Linked DNA regions of Zea mays: regions 1 and 3 are each linked to region 2. A link is a contact called in public Hi-C data. All regions are on one chromosome and are shown on one strand. The core of a region is the stretch at or near the end of the contact, and the rest is flanking DNA. Distances in the headings are between cores, read along the strand shown. Region 1 holds the start of LOC100280450 (peroxisomal biogenesis factor 11 family protein). Region 2 holds the start of LOC100273446. Region 3 holds the start of IVR1 (Beta-fructofuranosidase 1).

Region 1 (4,555 bases), core at 648-3,147, 240 kb before region 2:
CAGCTATCTTGGCCTAGACGGATGAAATTAGCACTCGCCATCTCGAGGGCTCTCAGATACTTGCACACTGAGCTGCAACCTCCGTTTGCAGTTGCTGCACTGACGTCTAGTTCAGTCTACCTAACTGAAGACTTCTCCCCAAAGGTCTGAGTTACCTGCTGCTGGTAGCATAGCATCCTGATTCCTGAGCATGAGGTCCTAGTCTTAGTTCAGTTCAGATAACAACTGCAACTGATTGCGGTTTTGCAGATAATCGATTTCGAGAGGTGGAGATATCTTGCGACCAAACCAGGATTTGGCTCACTAAATGGCGGGTCAGTCAACAGCGTTACAGATTCTCGGCATAAGCGCTTCATGGACGTCCAGGCCAACACTTACGCGTTTGGCGTGATCCTGCTGGAGCTGGTCAGTGGCAGAGCCTCGGTTTCCAAAGATACAGGAGGCTTGGTGGATTGGGTAATGACTCTTCTTGACTCGAGCGGCCAAGCCTGCTCATGCTACACTGCCTGAGGCTATCTGCATGTGTTATCACTGACAAATACCGGGCGCGTTGCACGCAGGCAAGAAAGCACCTGGAGCATCCCGAGGAGTTCGGCAAGCTGGTGGACCCGAGGCTGCAGAGCGTGAACCAGGAGAGCCTGGGCATCGTCTGCAACGTGGTGAACCTGTGCATCGACCTGGAGCCGTCGCGGCGGCCCTCCATGAGCATGATCGCGGCCATCCTGGAGGAAGGCATCGAAGCGTCGGCGGCCACCTTGCTCAGGAATTCGTCTCTGGCCTGGGCCGAAGCCGAGCTGGCCATCTCCTAGAACCTAGATACCCTCTTTGCATGTTTTGCTGCACTTGCTAGACTGTATGTTTGGACAGTGACGATGGTTTAACCCGTTGTTACTCCGTTTGGCATTGTTATTTCTCTCCCTTTTTTGGAGAGAGAAATGGCTCACAGATCTGAATTCAAAATGACTCAAGTTTTGATTTCATCAGCGCGAGGAGATGCATTTTTATCTTTTCAAATAGAGGGAGCATTTTCTTTTTTTAGGTACAGAAAATCAGAGGGAGGGGGCTAGACAAAAGACTGCTACAATAGATCGATGACACAGAGTATAATACAATCATAATATAGAGAGGTTCGAATTGGGTAGTAGCCTATGTTGTTCTTTGTATGGTAGATGTTTAGATGCAAACATGGACAAAACTTACATATGTGGAGGCGCAGGAGAGCATGCTTCTGTCTCCAACTTAGCCGAGCTCTTTGGCCCATGTTCTCCAGTGAAGCACGATTCGTCATCGTCGATCTTTCCTTCTCTCACGGCGGCCTGCACGACTGTCGACTCCTTAGTGTGTCAGGACACTAGAGCAAACATCGTAGTCTTCTTTGGCGAGATGCCCAAAAGGAGATCTGGCGTTGTACTGGTCATCGCGGGTCATCTCCAGATAATCTTGTCTTTAGCCTCCTGTTATGACTGGACACAATATGTACGCGGATCAGAAAAAAAAGGACAAATTCTTCAATTTGGCGTTGTAGTGATATTCCTTCTCAGGGTCTTAATTCAGGTGGCGCTTGTGTGCGACGACCCTCAAGAGAACAATACTTTGGACCTGAAAAGGCAGATCCCAATTTCCTACAGATTCTGGAATCTGGCTGGCGGCTGCTACCATAGCAGGTCCTTAGTCCTTTTGTTCCATCTTGCCCTGTTTTTTTCCCTCTCCAGCCACAACTGCCGGCGAAATGGCACAGGCACCATTTGCTCGCAACAAAGCCACAGGCACCAATCAAGAAAGCGGACAAAGATGAGAGGGGAGCTATCCTGTCCCCGCTCCTCATCTCCTCAATCCTCTCGCCGCCAGAAAGTAACACTTCTGCACTCTAGAGCAGAGGAGAAACGCATCCTGGCCAAGTACGCCTCTATCCGAAGCCAAACCACACGCACACGCCGCGCCAGCCTCACGCTCTCACCCATGTTTTGTGCGCGCACGCGTCCTGCTTCTTCTCGCCAACGACAAGCCGCACGCAGCGTCTCGCCAGCTAGCTGATCATGAGCAACGGCGACACGCTCGACAAGCTGGTGGTGTTCCTGGCGAAGCGCGACGGCATCGACAAGCTGGTCAAGACGTTCCAGTACGTGTCCAAGCTGGCGCACTGGGGCGCCGAGTCTTCGCTCCCGGAGCTCGCGCAGCGCGCCAAGAGCTGGGAGACGGCGTCCGGGCTGAGCCGCAAGGCGTTCCGGTCGGGCCGCTTCCTGGCCGGGTTCAACGCGCTGCGCCGCGGCCCGGTCCCGGTCCCGGGGGAGCTCGGCGCGCTGGCCGTGCTGGCCAACGCCGGCGAGATGGTCTACTTCTTCTTCGACCACTTCACGTGGCTGTCCCGCGCGGGCGTGCTCGAGCCCTGGCTGGCGCGCCGGGCCAGCTTCGTGTCGGCCTTCGGCGAGGCCGTCGGCTACGTGTTTTTCATCGCCATGGACTTCATCATGATCAGGCGGGGCCTGCGGCAGGAGAGGGAGCTGCTGAGGGAAGGCGCCAAGGACGCCGCGGAGAAGGAGGTGCGGAGGATCCGGGTGGACAGGGTGATGCGGCTCATGGCGACGGCGGCCAACGCCGCCGACCTGATCATCGCCGTCGCGGAAACCGATCCCAACCCGTTCTGCAACCACGCCGTCACGCTGGGGATTAGCGGCCTCGTGTCAGCGTGGGCTGGCTGGTACAGAAACTGGCCCTCGTGAACTGGGCCGCTTCGGCCTACATGTGCATATTTTTCATTCACTTATTTAACTGCGGCTGCGATGCATGATGATATTGCCAGATTTGAACCTTTTCTATCTCCAGCAATAACCTTTAAGGCCTAATTTGAAAACTTAAATCATCTTTGAGATTTGAGGAGTAAGAGTGTATTTGTTTCCCTTCTAGATTATATAAGTTAGATTATGGTGAAAGAATATAAAAGTAAAATATCACATTGTGCCACAAAATAAGCTGAAATAAGCTAGTACTGGGTAACTTATTTGTAATCTCAATTTCACCATAATCCAAATTATATAATTTAGAGGGAAACAAATAAGGCCTAAATCAGTATATAAGGGTTTTATGGAGTGTTTGGTTTACTAAGTACTAACATCACCGTGGAAAATGTCAAATTTACATCTTAATCATGTTTCATATAGACTCTGTATTTAGTTATTTTTATTTCTAACTCATATCAAAATTGATTTGCTGTATTTTTCTCAGTTTATTGCTCTGAATTTACTACTTACAAGGTCCAATGTTGGAATTGTCTACCGCTTCTCTCCCATCATTATTGTGGTGTTTTTACTTTTTGATTAGGGCGATCGCGTAATATATAGTACATTGGATTTATATGGCTTCCTATTTTGATAAGGGGGTGTTTGGTTCCACCAACTGATATTCCAATATTTGGTATAACACAAGCTAAACTTTAGTCAGAAAACTAAACGCATAGGTCAGTCATGCTTGCCAAATTGCTCCACGAGCCCTCTTGCATTCTTTACCTGCGGACTGGCATTGCAAGTTGCTATGGCATCGTACTCGCTCGTATTTAGCTGCACAAGTGGGCCGCAGCCCTGCACCAGCACAAACGAAGCAGATGAGGAGAGCCTTTGAGCATGAGCTAAAGTCATAAAGCTGACCCGGGGTCCATACACCAATCATTACTTCATTAGGCTAACCACAATCACTCAATCACAGCCAACGAATCCACGAATTACCAGTCATTAGGCTCGGACAGCTGGCTCCAACGTTTCTGAGGCTGAGTTCACAGTTCATCCTTTCTATCTTCCAGTGACCTCAGTCTGACTCTGACGAACGTGGACCACGCAAATTCTGCAGCACATTGAACCTCGTCCTGCCTTTCCAGCGGGAGACAAAGGCCGCCAGCTCATGTTCAGCTCACCACTCCACACGTGCGAAGCCACACCGGTTGTCCGTACGCGCATCCATCATCCATTCATTTTTTTTTTATCATTGGTTTTGCAGCCTTGCTCGCCTGCAAAAACTGCCTGCTACTGTACTCGTCGTGCTATTTTTTTTATCCAAAAGAAACCTATGGCTCCAGCTTCAGAAAATCCACTTGCTTTCCTGTGCAGGTGCAGCAGCAATCGACAAGGTGGTGTTTTTTTTAAGACCTGCATCAAGGCTCGAATGCGATTGCTCTCCGGCGTTGGACGGGCAGATCTCGGAATTCGGAAACGGACCTGCAACAGCATCAGCACGACAATGATTCACCAACAAGTGTGCCAAAGCTTCGCGTCTGTTTACTGCTGTCTCCCTGTTGCTAGCAACCCGTGGAGTCCTTTTCGATCTTGGCAAGAACGCAGGTTCCCATAGCGCTTGACAGACAAATTGAGACAGAAGAAGATACAAAAACTACAAAAAAAAAAAAGCGAGATGTATCACTAAACATACAACTACGTGGCACTGAACAACACACGGGTGGCAGTGGCTCTGTACAAGACTACAAGTACAAGCAGGACATGCAAAGCTACGTCTAGCTAGCGGTCTAGGTAATGCATGATACAGGTGGAGAGGAGAGTGGAAGCATCAC
Region 2 (4,149 bases), core at 366-2,865:
TGTACAAATCCACATCTTTTATCACATCCAAATCTATCTTCTTCAGTGCTACCTTTTTCCTAAGGTAGTAGTCAACGAGTTCCTCATCGGTAGGGTGGAAACGAAAGCCGGGAGGAACATGTGTGAAAGCGTCCATCTTCTTCTTCTTCCGAGCCAAGTTATTATGCGCAGCTGGTAGACGTCAAGCAAACCTCACTGCACCATGGTTAACAATAAAGCTATCATTTAGCCATAACTTCTGTTGTCAGCTAGTCTTCTGGTGTGTGGGCCTATCTAATTTGTACTAGCAAAATGAATGATAATAATGTATGGCCCGGGCCGTCCTGTTCAAGAATATGTAACGAAAGTTTTTTTCTAATTAGAAAACTTGACCCTTAGTTTCTATAGTGATAAAAGCACTTGTGGTTTTGAATGAGACCCCACCAAAATCTTACAGCTTTAGCTATTAATGGAGTTTTGAAAATATTTTGGTCCATTCAACACAATATATCTAATTAAGGCCATGTTTGGTTTGAGTGGGATTGTGAGGAACGAGGGGGAATTAAATTCATTTCTATTCAAAACTGAATAAGGAGGAATCTAATTTCTCTTAGTCTACCCCTAATCTAACCGAACAAGCCGCGTAATATCTCTCCTTTGTTGACCACAAAAGATATGGAAACTAAAACTCTATTTTAGTTTTCGTATTTGACAATTTAGAAACTAAAATGAAATAAAATGTAAGGAATAAAAATTAGTCCATAGCTAGAAACCAAACACCCACTTAGTTTTGGCCCTGCTGACAGTAGCATATATCATATGATCACCCGGACGAAAACCCAGTATATGCGTTGCTTTGTCTATTTCTTTTGTGTCAATGAAGCTAGATTTCATACCCCCGTGGCGAGACCTTTACGTTGAATTGGCTAAATCAACGTTCAAAGATGACAGCGTGGTAAAGAGAGAAGACTTTGGAGTACGTAGTTCACTGTCTCGGAAACATTTTGCAACTATATCCTGAGGCGGAAGCATCAGTAAAGCTCATGACCATATTAATGCATGCATGCATATTTGCTTTCCTCTAAACAAGAAGCCGTAGAAAATAATTAAGACTGTGAATCCCGACGACAACAGCTTGCCTTAGATTTTCTCAAGGTTTGAAAACACTGTCGAATTAGCATGTCCTTCGCACATCCCGACTGTGGAGCATGCAGTACTGCCGTAGCTGGACTATCGAAACCTACGTGCAGACGTAACAAGATGGATAGCAGATTACCTGAGCTGGCCTGGTGCGGTCGTGCTCGTGCCAAAGCTAGCTGCGCCGGCGGCTTCACACACTCCTTTTAGCACGCCGACTGCAAGGTACTGGAGCACCGGCCGAAACGCTTCGCGCCGCACCACCACCCTTTCCTCGCCGGCCGGCCGGCCCGCTTCGCGCGAATGGATCGAAAATTAAACAACTGTACACGCGCGCAGACCATGCATCATCGATCAGCCCAGCCGCCGCAGTTCAGCAAATGGGCGAGCGAGAGTGCATGGGAGCTAGAGCTCAGGGCGGGGGGAAATGCATGGAGGGGCTACCTTGATGTGTGCTGGCGGGATCGGAAGCTCCCTCGCTGTCGTCAGCTAGCCGGATCGATACACGGAGGAGAAGAGGCGGGATCGATAAGGGGCGCGCGCAGCGTGGTGTATATATGGCGGTGGGCGGTGGTGGGTGGCGCCGGAAAGCGCGGATGGATTGCGGGCCAAGGCTGGGTGCAATCCAGGCGCAACGCGGGCGGGGACAGCGACGCGGAGATCTCCCTCCCCGATCTCTCGCTCGCTCTCCCTCCCTCACCCCCTCCGCGTTTTTCTATTGGCCTTCTTCGCCGTAACCGCCACCTCGCCTCACCTCACCCGCCGACGACAGCGACCGGCATCGATCGGTCTGTGCCGGCCGGCCTCTCAGCGATCCCGGTCCTCCAAGCCAAAACGTGCGAGAGGTTTTCACTCCAGTGCGCCAAGCGAGGGGCTGCCTTCCGGACATATGCATGCGAGAAAAGAGATGGTGGGCGGTGCCAGCCAGACGCGAGGCGAGCGACAAAAGGCCGGAACCGGAACCGGCCGGATATGCAACTTGCTCTGCGCCACCACCTTTCTTCTTCTGAAACTCACAGAGGCGGCCGGGCAGGCAGGGAGAGATGGGGGAGGAGGAAGGCGGAGTGCAACTGCAAGTCTGCAACACGTACGATGTGGTAAAAGGTGCTGCCGCTGCTACTCCTTTCACATTGCCGGTGATGTGCAATTGTCTTGTTTTCACATTCGATAATCCAGATCGAGAGACTTAGAACCCGTTTGGTTACTTTAGTCGAGTGACTAAAGTTTAGTTAGAAGACTAAAGTTTAGTCATATGCTGTTTGGTTTTAGGGACTAAAACTTTTCAAAACACATTAAATGAATCGTAAAAAGACTAAAATATCCCTTATCATTCTCCCTTAATTAGTGCAACTGAAATAAATGAGGGGCAAAAAGTGGAATTTATATGATTTAGTCTCTTTTAGTCACCCCTTGAGGGACTAGAGAATAAAACAGTTTAGTCCCTATTTTAGTCCCACCGTTTGGCAATGTAGTGACTAAATGAGATTAAAATAGAGGGACTAATCTTTATTAGTCCCTCAAACAAAACGGGCCCTTAGACCCCATTTGGTTAGAGGGGCTAATCTTTAGTCTCTGGTTTTAGTCTCGTTTAGTCTCTATTTTGCCAAACGGATGGACTAAAGTAATGACTAATTGGTTTTACTCTCTAGTCCCTCATATGGGTGCTAAAAGGGATTAAAGGCCAACATTTACTCCAATTGCCCTTGCCTTGACGTGAAACAAGAAAATGTGTATTTTAGTATTTATGCGTTGTATTTAATGTATTTAAAATCTATTTAGTCCCTACAACCAAACAGTGTAGGGACTAAAGTTTAGTCTCTGGACTAAATTTTAGTCCTAAGACTACTGTAACCAAACGGGGCTTTAACTGAAACGTGCATGAATCATCGATCGGTGCGTGTGGCCCTAGAAGCCAAGTTATTATGGCTATCAACGGCTGGCGATCGATGGGATGCGGGCTCTCATCATTGTGACCTAATCGATCGGTGAATCGATTGCAACCACGCCACCATGCACTATGTCTAATGAACCAGACGTTTCACAGGTGATGTTGCATGGCATGCATGTCCATCGGCCACAGTTCGCTTTGTTTGTTAGTGACCGTGGCCCAAGGCTATCGATTTGTGCAATTATATATACGTGGAGAATGCATGATATCTTTGATATATATACGCACTCTAATAGATAGACAAATATATGCATGCACATGGTTTCTGTGTGAATAATTCTTCGTCATAGGTCAATCTCTTGGTGACTGTTAACGCGCTGCACCTGTCCATGGTTGGTCGTGTCGTCTGCTAGAGCTAGCTGTCAGTAAGTAACCAACAACAGCAACTCATCCAGCTCTCTGTCTGGTTCTCCCTGATGGTCGTCGCTCTCAGGTCGGCTGGGCCCGTACGTCTCTAGCTCGACCGACCCAAGTATATTTCGGATGGCGACCTTCCTCCAAATGGAAACCTACAGGGAAACGCCTCGGACACTAGTAGTGCTCGATCGTATCCTTCCCTGAAAAAGAGGCCCAAAGGGATCGCTTATTAAGCCTTTCAAGATACGTCACGTTTGAACAGGACCAGCTAGCACAGGGCTGCCTAGCTAGCTAGCTAGCTATATATGTGTGTCATTAGTAGTAGCTGGTCAATTAATTTTTACTATCCTTGGCTCCTGGCAAAAGCGCTTAGAGCCAGCAACCAGCAACGGATCGGAGGTTGATGCTGGGCGTTGTGCGCCCAGCATCTTCACTGCAGCCAAAGTTTTACCATCTGACGACATGACGTAGCCATGCAACTGTTTATATTGTCACACACACGCATCATGGACTAGATTAATATAACAATTGTACTGTGTGCATCAGTAGTAGTATTATAGATAGGTTCCGAAATAAGACAATTTGTTATATACTATAGATAGATCAGATGGACAGTATATACAGAGAGTGCGTGCTAACTGCTAAACCTGATTAAAGATATAAGTAGTTCCAGAGATGAGGCAAGACGAACTGGATAGGGCTGGCCGTGTGGGGCAGCCGGCCGGCGT
Region 3 (4,782 bases), core at 1,947-4,446, 150 kb before region 2:
GCCCTTAAAGTGTAAAGGTCTCTAATTTTTTAGGATTTTCAGTTAAAATGACAAACCACTAGAGATAATCCATATTTTTTATAGCTAAACAATAATAAAATTAAATATCACCTGAACAACAACAACAAAATCTGGCACATAAGTTACGAACGTATTCCTTATATATGATCGCTCTTGTGCAAATCTAATTAGCCTGGTGAATGTCTCTCTTGAAATAAACTTTCTATGGGGTTTTGTTGATTCTATAGTATGACCCATACTCCCTCCGTCCAAGTTTAACTGGCGTTTTAGCTCATTTTATTTGTCCAGAATTATGTGTCGTTTGTGGTCTACACCTCGATGCCACCGTAGTTATCTCCTCGTTTCACATACCCGTTCGCTTCGTTCCCACAACAACAGACTCTTGGCCTCCTCTCATCCACGCGATAAATCCCAGCAGTCGTCGCCGCCCTCTCTCAACCACGAGATGGATCCAGTTCCTCCGCCCTACTATTCTCCATAATCGAGTGAAGAATCTGACCCTAGCTAGAAATGGCGAAAGGCTTACCTACAAGGTCGTCTTCGTCGCTCCATCCAAGCCCCCGTTCGCCAGCGCCAGCACCCTTACATCCGCCCCACAATCCCTCGACGCCGGATGGGGGCGGTGCTGGTAGATTACACATCTTCCGATGAAGATGCAAGGGAGGACGCGGTGAAGGGAGGAGGCAAGGTTGCTGCTTCGGCGATGGAGGAGGAAGGCAAGGTGGCTGCTTCGAAGACGGGAGGATACAAGGTTGCTGCTTCATTAACGGGAGAAGAGAACGCACTGTGCAAGAATGCTGCTACTTCGGCGAATGAAGAGAAAGGAGCAGGCAAGGTGACGACGGGTGAACAACAGAAAGATGCTCCTTCATTCACTTGATACTTCTATTCTTGGGTACTCAATGTCATTAGCACCTGCTCGTACAATTCGGGTTCTAAATCTAGCCTATCAGGTAGAATGCCTAGAGCCTCTAATCTAGACTTGTTCATGTGCGGAGCTTGTATCGACTGCCTCCATTGTTTTTCATCACCTCAATCATGCATGCTTGAAGTGTCAAGAATACTCTTCTTAGATTACTTGGGTTGTATTCTTCGTACTCTTTCTCGACGTTAACTATCCCATATGCGCTGCACTGTCCTGATACTCACATTATGGGCAACAGAAACTAACTGGGTACAGTTCTTGAATAATTTTCCATTGTGGCTTCTTTCTAGCAGTGAACTGTATATTGCATCCCGTTGTTGCTTCGTGGTATTCTTCGCCTGGTATCCCCAATGCTCATTGAGTTCAAATGGATGGAGTACCTCATTTAGATCAGGTAAAACTTCGTTATCTGCATTTGTTGTTGAAACAAAAATATCAATATAACAACAAGTAGAGAAGCAACTGATTGACTTACCTATTGGGAAGCTGTTCAGGTCAATAGCTGACGCCAAAGATGTGTTTGCTGCGGATTCATCTTGTACATCTCCAGGGAAGCTATTCAGATCGGAATTCATGGTGGTGTATTTGAAGGTGTTGTGCTTGTGACTGTGTAACTGGGTGGGTTGTATTTATAGAGCTGTAAATCTAAAAAAGAAGCGCCAGAGATTTGTATTGCCTCCAAAAATTTGTGCTGCCGCCTGTTGTTTCTGAAATTTTTATGAAAAAAGCTCCCGCCAATGTGTTGTTTTGTGGTGAAAAAATGGTGGGAAGAAAGTGACGCCGAAATAAAGCACCGTGGAGGGCTGGAGGCTGTGAACCGTTTCGTGTACTCAGCAGTAATTGCAGTTAATACGTCACGCTAGATCACAGGGGTACATGCGTCTATTCTCTTTGCTGGTATTATGTCTGAGAAAAGCTAAAACGCCAGTTAAACTTGGACGGAGGGAGTATGAATTAGGGCGTGATCTTGGTGACTCGGTCTCCTATCCACTTGGACCCAACAACACAAAACCCGGTGTTCCGAAGCAAAAGGGTCCGTGCTTTCCTCGCCCGATTCGTCCGGTAGCCGCACTTGGCTTCCAAACAATAGCCGAAAGCTTGAAAGATCGTTGCCAGATTGCATCTGTCCTTCCTTCCAAATAAGGCTGCCTGGCTATAAATACTGCTCGCTTGGCGCCTGCTGCGCTGCTCCAACGTTCACCTCTCTCTCTCTCGTTCATCCTTGGCGCATGCCTCCCGTATGAACACGCCCATGCCAGCCACAGCATAAGGCGGCTGCTGTGCCACCGATCGTGCATGCCTCGATCTCGTCTACCATTACTCGAACCCTAGATAGCGAGAAAGCCTGGTGTTTCTGGAGGAGGCAGCCATGATCCCTGCCGTTGCTGATCCGACGACGCTGGACGGCGGGGGCGCGCGCAGGCCGTTGCTCCCGGAGACGGACCCTCGGGGGCGGGCTGCCGCCGGCGCCGGGCAGAAGCGGCCGCCGGCGACGCCGACCGTTCTCCCCGCCGTCGTCTCCGCCGTGCTCCTGCTCGTCGTCGTGGCGGTCACAGTCCTCGCGTCGCAGCACGTCGACGGGCAGGGTGGGGGCGTTCCCGCGGGCGAAGATGCCGTCGTCGTCGAGGTGGCCGCCTCCCGTGGCGTGGCTGAGGGCGTGTCGGAGAAGTCAACGGCCCAGCTCCTCGGCGCCGGCGCGCTCCAGGACTTCTCCTGGACCAACGCGATGCTGGCGTGGCAGCGCACGGCGTTCCACTTCCAGCCCCCCAAGAACTGGATGAACGGTTAGTTGGACCCGTCGCCATCGGTGACGACGCGCGGATCGTTTTTTTTTTCTTTTTTTCCTCTCGTTCTGGCTCTAACTTGGTTCCGCGTTTCTGTCACGGACGCCTCGTGCACATGGCGATACCCGATCCGCCGGCCGCGTATATCTATCTTCCTCGACCGGCTTCTCTAGATCCGAACGGTAAGTTGTTGGCTCCGATCCGATCGATCACATGTGAGCTCGGCATGCTGCTTTTCTGCGTGCATGCGGCTCCTAGCATTCCACGTCCACGGGTCAATGCACGACATAATCGTATCGGTTCGGTACATATATATTGTCCAATCAGCTAGCTTTCGCGTATTGATGTCGTGACATTTTTTTTTTTTGCATTGCACGCAGGTCCGCTGTATCACAAGGGCTGGTACCACCTCTTCTACCAGTGGAACCCGGACTCCGCGGTATGGGGCAACATCACCTGGGGCCACGCCGTCTCGCGCGACCTCCTCCACTGGCTGCACCTACCGCTGGCCATGGTGCCCGATCACCCGTACGACGCCAACGGCGTCTGGTCCGGGTCGGCGACGCGCCTGCCCGACGGCCGGATCGTCATGCTCTACACGGGCTCCACGGCGGAGTCGTCGGCGCAGGTGCAGAACCTCGCGGAGCCGGCCGACGCGTCCGACCCGCTGCTGCGGGAGTGGGTCAAGTCGGACGCCAACCCGGTGCTGGTGCCGCCGCCGGGCATCGGGCCGACGGACTTCCGCGACCCGACGACGGCGTGGCGGACGCCCGGCAACGACACGCCGGCGTGGCGGGTCGCCATCGGGTCCAAGGACCGGGACCACGCGGGCTTGGCGCTGGTGTACCGGACGGAGGACTTCGTGCGGTACGACCCGGCGCCGGCGCTGATGCACGCCGTGCCGGGCACGGGCATGTGGGAGTGCGTGGACTTCTACCCGGTGGCCGCGGGATCAGGCGCCGCGGCGGACAGCGGGGACGGGCTGGAGACGTCCGCGGCGCCGGGGCCCGGGGTGAAGCACGTGCTCAAGGCCAGCCTCGACGACGACAAGCACGACTACTACGCGATCGGCACCTACGACCCGGCGACGGACACCTGGACCCCCGACAGCGCGGAGGACGACGTCGGCATCGGCCTCCGGTACGACTACGGAAAGTACTACGCGTCCAAGACCTTCTACGACCCCGTCCTTCGCCGGCGGGTGCTCTGGGGGTGGGTCGGCGAGACCGACAGCGAGCGCGCGGACATCCTCAAGGGCTGGGCATCCGTGCAGGTACGTTTCAGGTTGAGGCTAGCATGTTTTGAATCTTGCTGGCATCGAATCATTAATTAATGGCCAGATATAATAACTTGATAATCTGGTGGGTTGGTTTTGTGTGGTGGGCGATGCATGGTGTCACACGTTCGGTAATAATGTAGCTAAGCTGGTTAAGGATGGGCAATGGGGTTGCGTATAAACGACAGTTCTGCTACCATTACTTCTGACAACCGATTGAAGGAGACAACGGTAGGGGTAGCCGGTAGGGTTCGTCGACTTGCCCTTTTTTTCCCCTTTGTTTTGTTTTGGATTGTCCAACAAAGGGAAATTAGGATCATCCAACAAACATGGAAGTAATCCCATAAAACATTTCTCAAGGAACCATCTAGACGAGCGTGGCATGATCCATGCATGCATAAACACTAGATAGGTCTCTGCAGCTGTGATGTTCCTTTACATATACATCCCTGTACACGTCCCTGAAAATTGTTCAAGCACAGAGGCCCCGATCCTCACACCTGTACACGTCCCTGTACGCGCCGTCGTGGTCTCCCGTGATCCTGCCCCGTCCCCTCCACGCGGCCACGCCTGCTGCAGCGCTCTGTACAAGCGTGCACCACGTGAGAATTTCCGTCTACTCGAGCCTAGTAGACGGGAAAACGAGAGGAAGCGCACGGTCCAAGCACAACACTTTGCGCGGGGCCGTGACTTGTCTCCGGTTGGCTGAGGGCGCGCGACAGAGATGTATGGCGCCGCGGCGTGTCTTGTGTCTTGTCTTGTCTATACAGCGTAGT

Evidence for each region. A called contact is a pair of places that touch in the nucleus more often than the background predicts.
Region 1: a Hi-C map of ear shows a contact between it and region 2, with 3 times the contacts expected there. The contact joins the promoter of LOC100280450 here to the promoter of LOC100273446 in region 2. A contact is called at or near these places in 6 of 25 Hi-C or Micro-C datasets (bundle sheath, ear, endosperm and 2 more).
Region 3: a contact with region 2 is called in a Hi-C map of ear, with 2.6 times the contacts expected there. The contact joins the promoter of IVR1 here to the promoter of LOC100273446 in region 2. A contact is called at or near these places in 8 of 25 Hi-C or Micro-C datasets (bundle sheath, ear, endosperm and 2 more).

What each region holds. Positions count from the first base shown.
Region 1 is chr2:24,392,842-24,397,396 of Zm-B73-REFERENCE-NAM-5.0, reverse strand. It overlaps LOC100280450 (peroxisomal biogenesis factor 11 family protein), which reads left to right and starts at 1,897. Exons shown (of 1, transcript NM_001153370.1): 1 at 1,897-2,857. The coding sequence starts at 2,037. The coding sequence ends at 2,720. It overlaps LOC103648480 (probable LRR receptor-like serine/threonine-protein kinase At1g63430), which reads left to right. Exons shown (of 13, transcript XM_020548223.3): 11 at 1-144; 12 at 250-456; 13 at 561-983. The coding sequence ends at 809. LOC100280605 (pepsin A) reads right to left here. Exons shown (of 1, transcript NM_001153523.2): 1 at 4,330-4,555. The coding sequence ends at 4,552.
Region 2 is chr2:24,148,238-24,152,386 of Zm-B73-REFERENCE-NAM-5.0, reverse strand. It overlaps LOC100273446, which reads right to left and starts at 1,615. Exons shown (of 4, transcript NM_001147883.1): 1 at 1,256-1,615; 2 at 1-195. The coding sequence starts at 136.
Region 3 is chr2:24,295,568-24,300,349 of Zm-B73-REFERENCE-NAM-5.0, reverse strand. It overlaps IVR1 (Beta-fructofuranosidase 1), which reads left to right and starts at 3,196. Exons shown (of 5, transcript NM_001176120.1): 1 at 3,196-4,003. The coding sequence starts at 3,242. LOC109944488 (a long non-coding RNA gene) reads right to left here and starts at 1,548. Exons shown (of 2, transcript XR_002267525.2): 1 at 1,422-1,548; 2 at 868-1,355.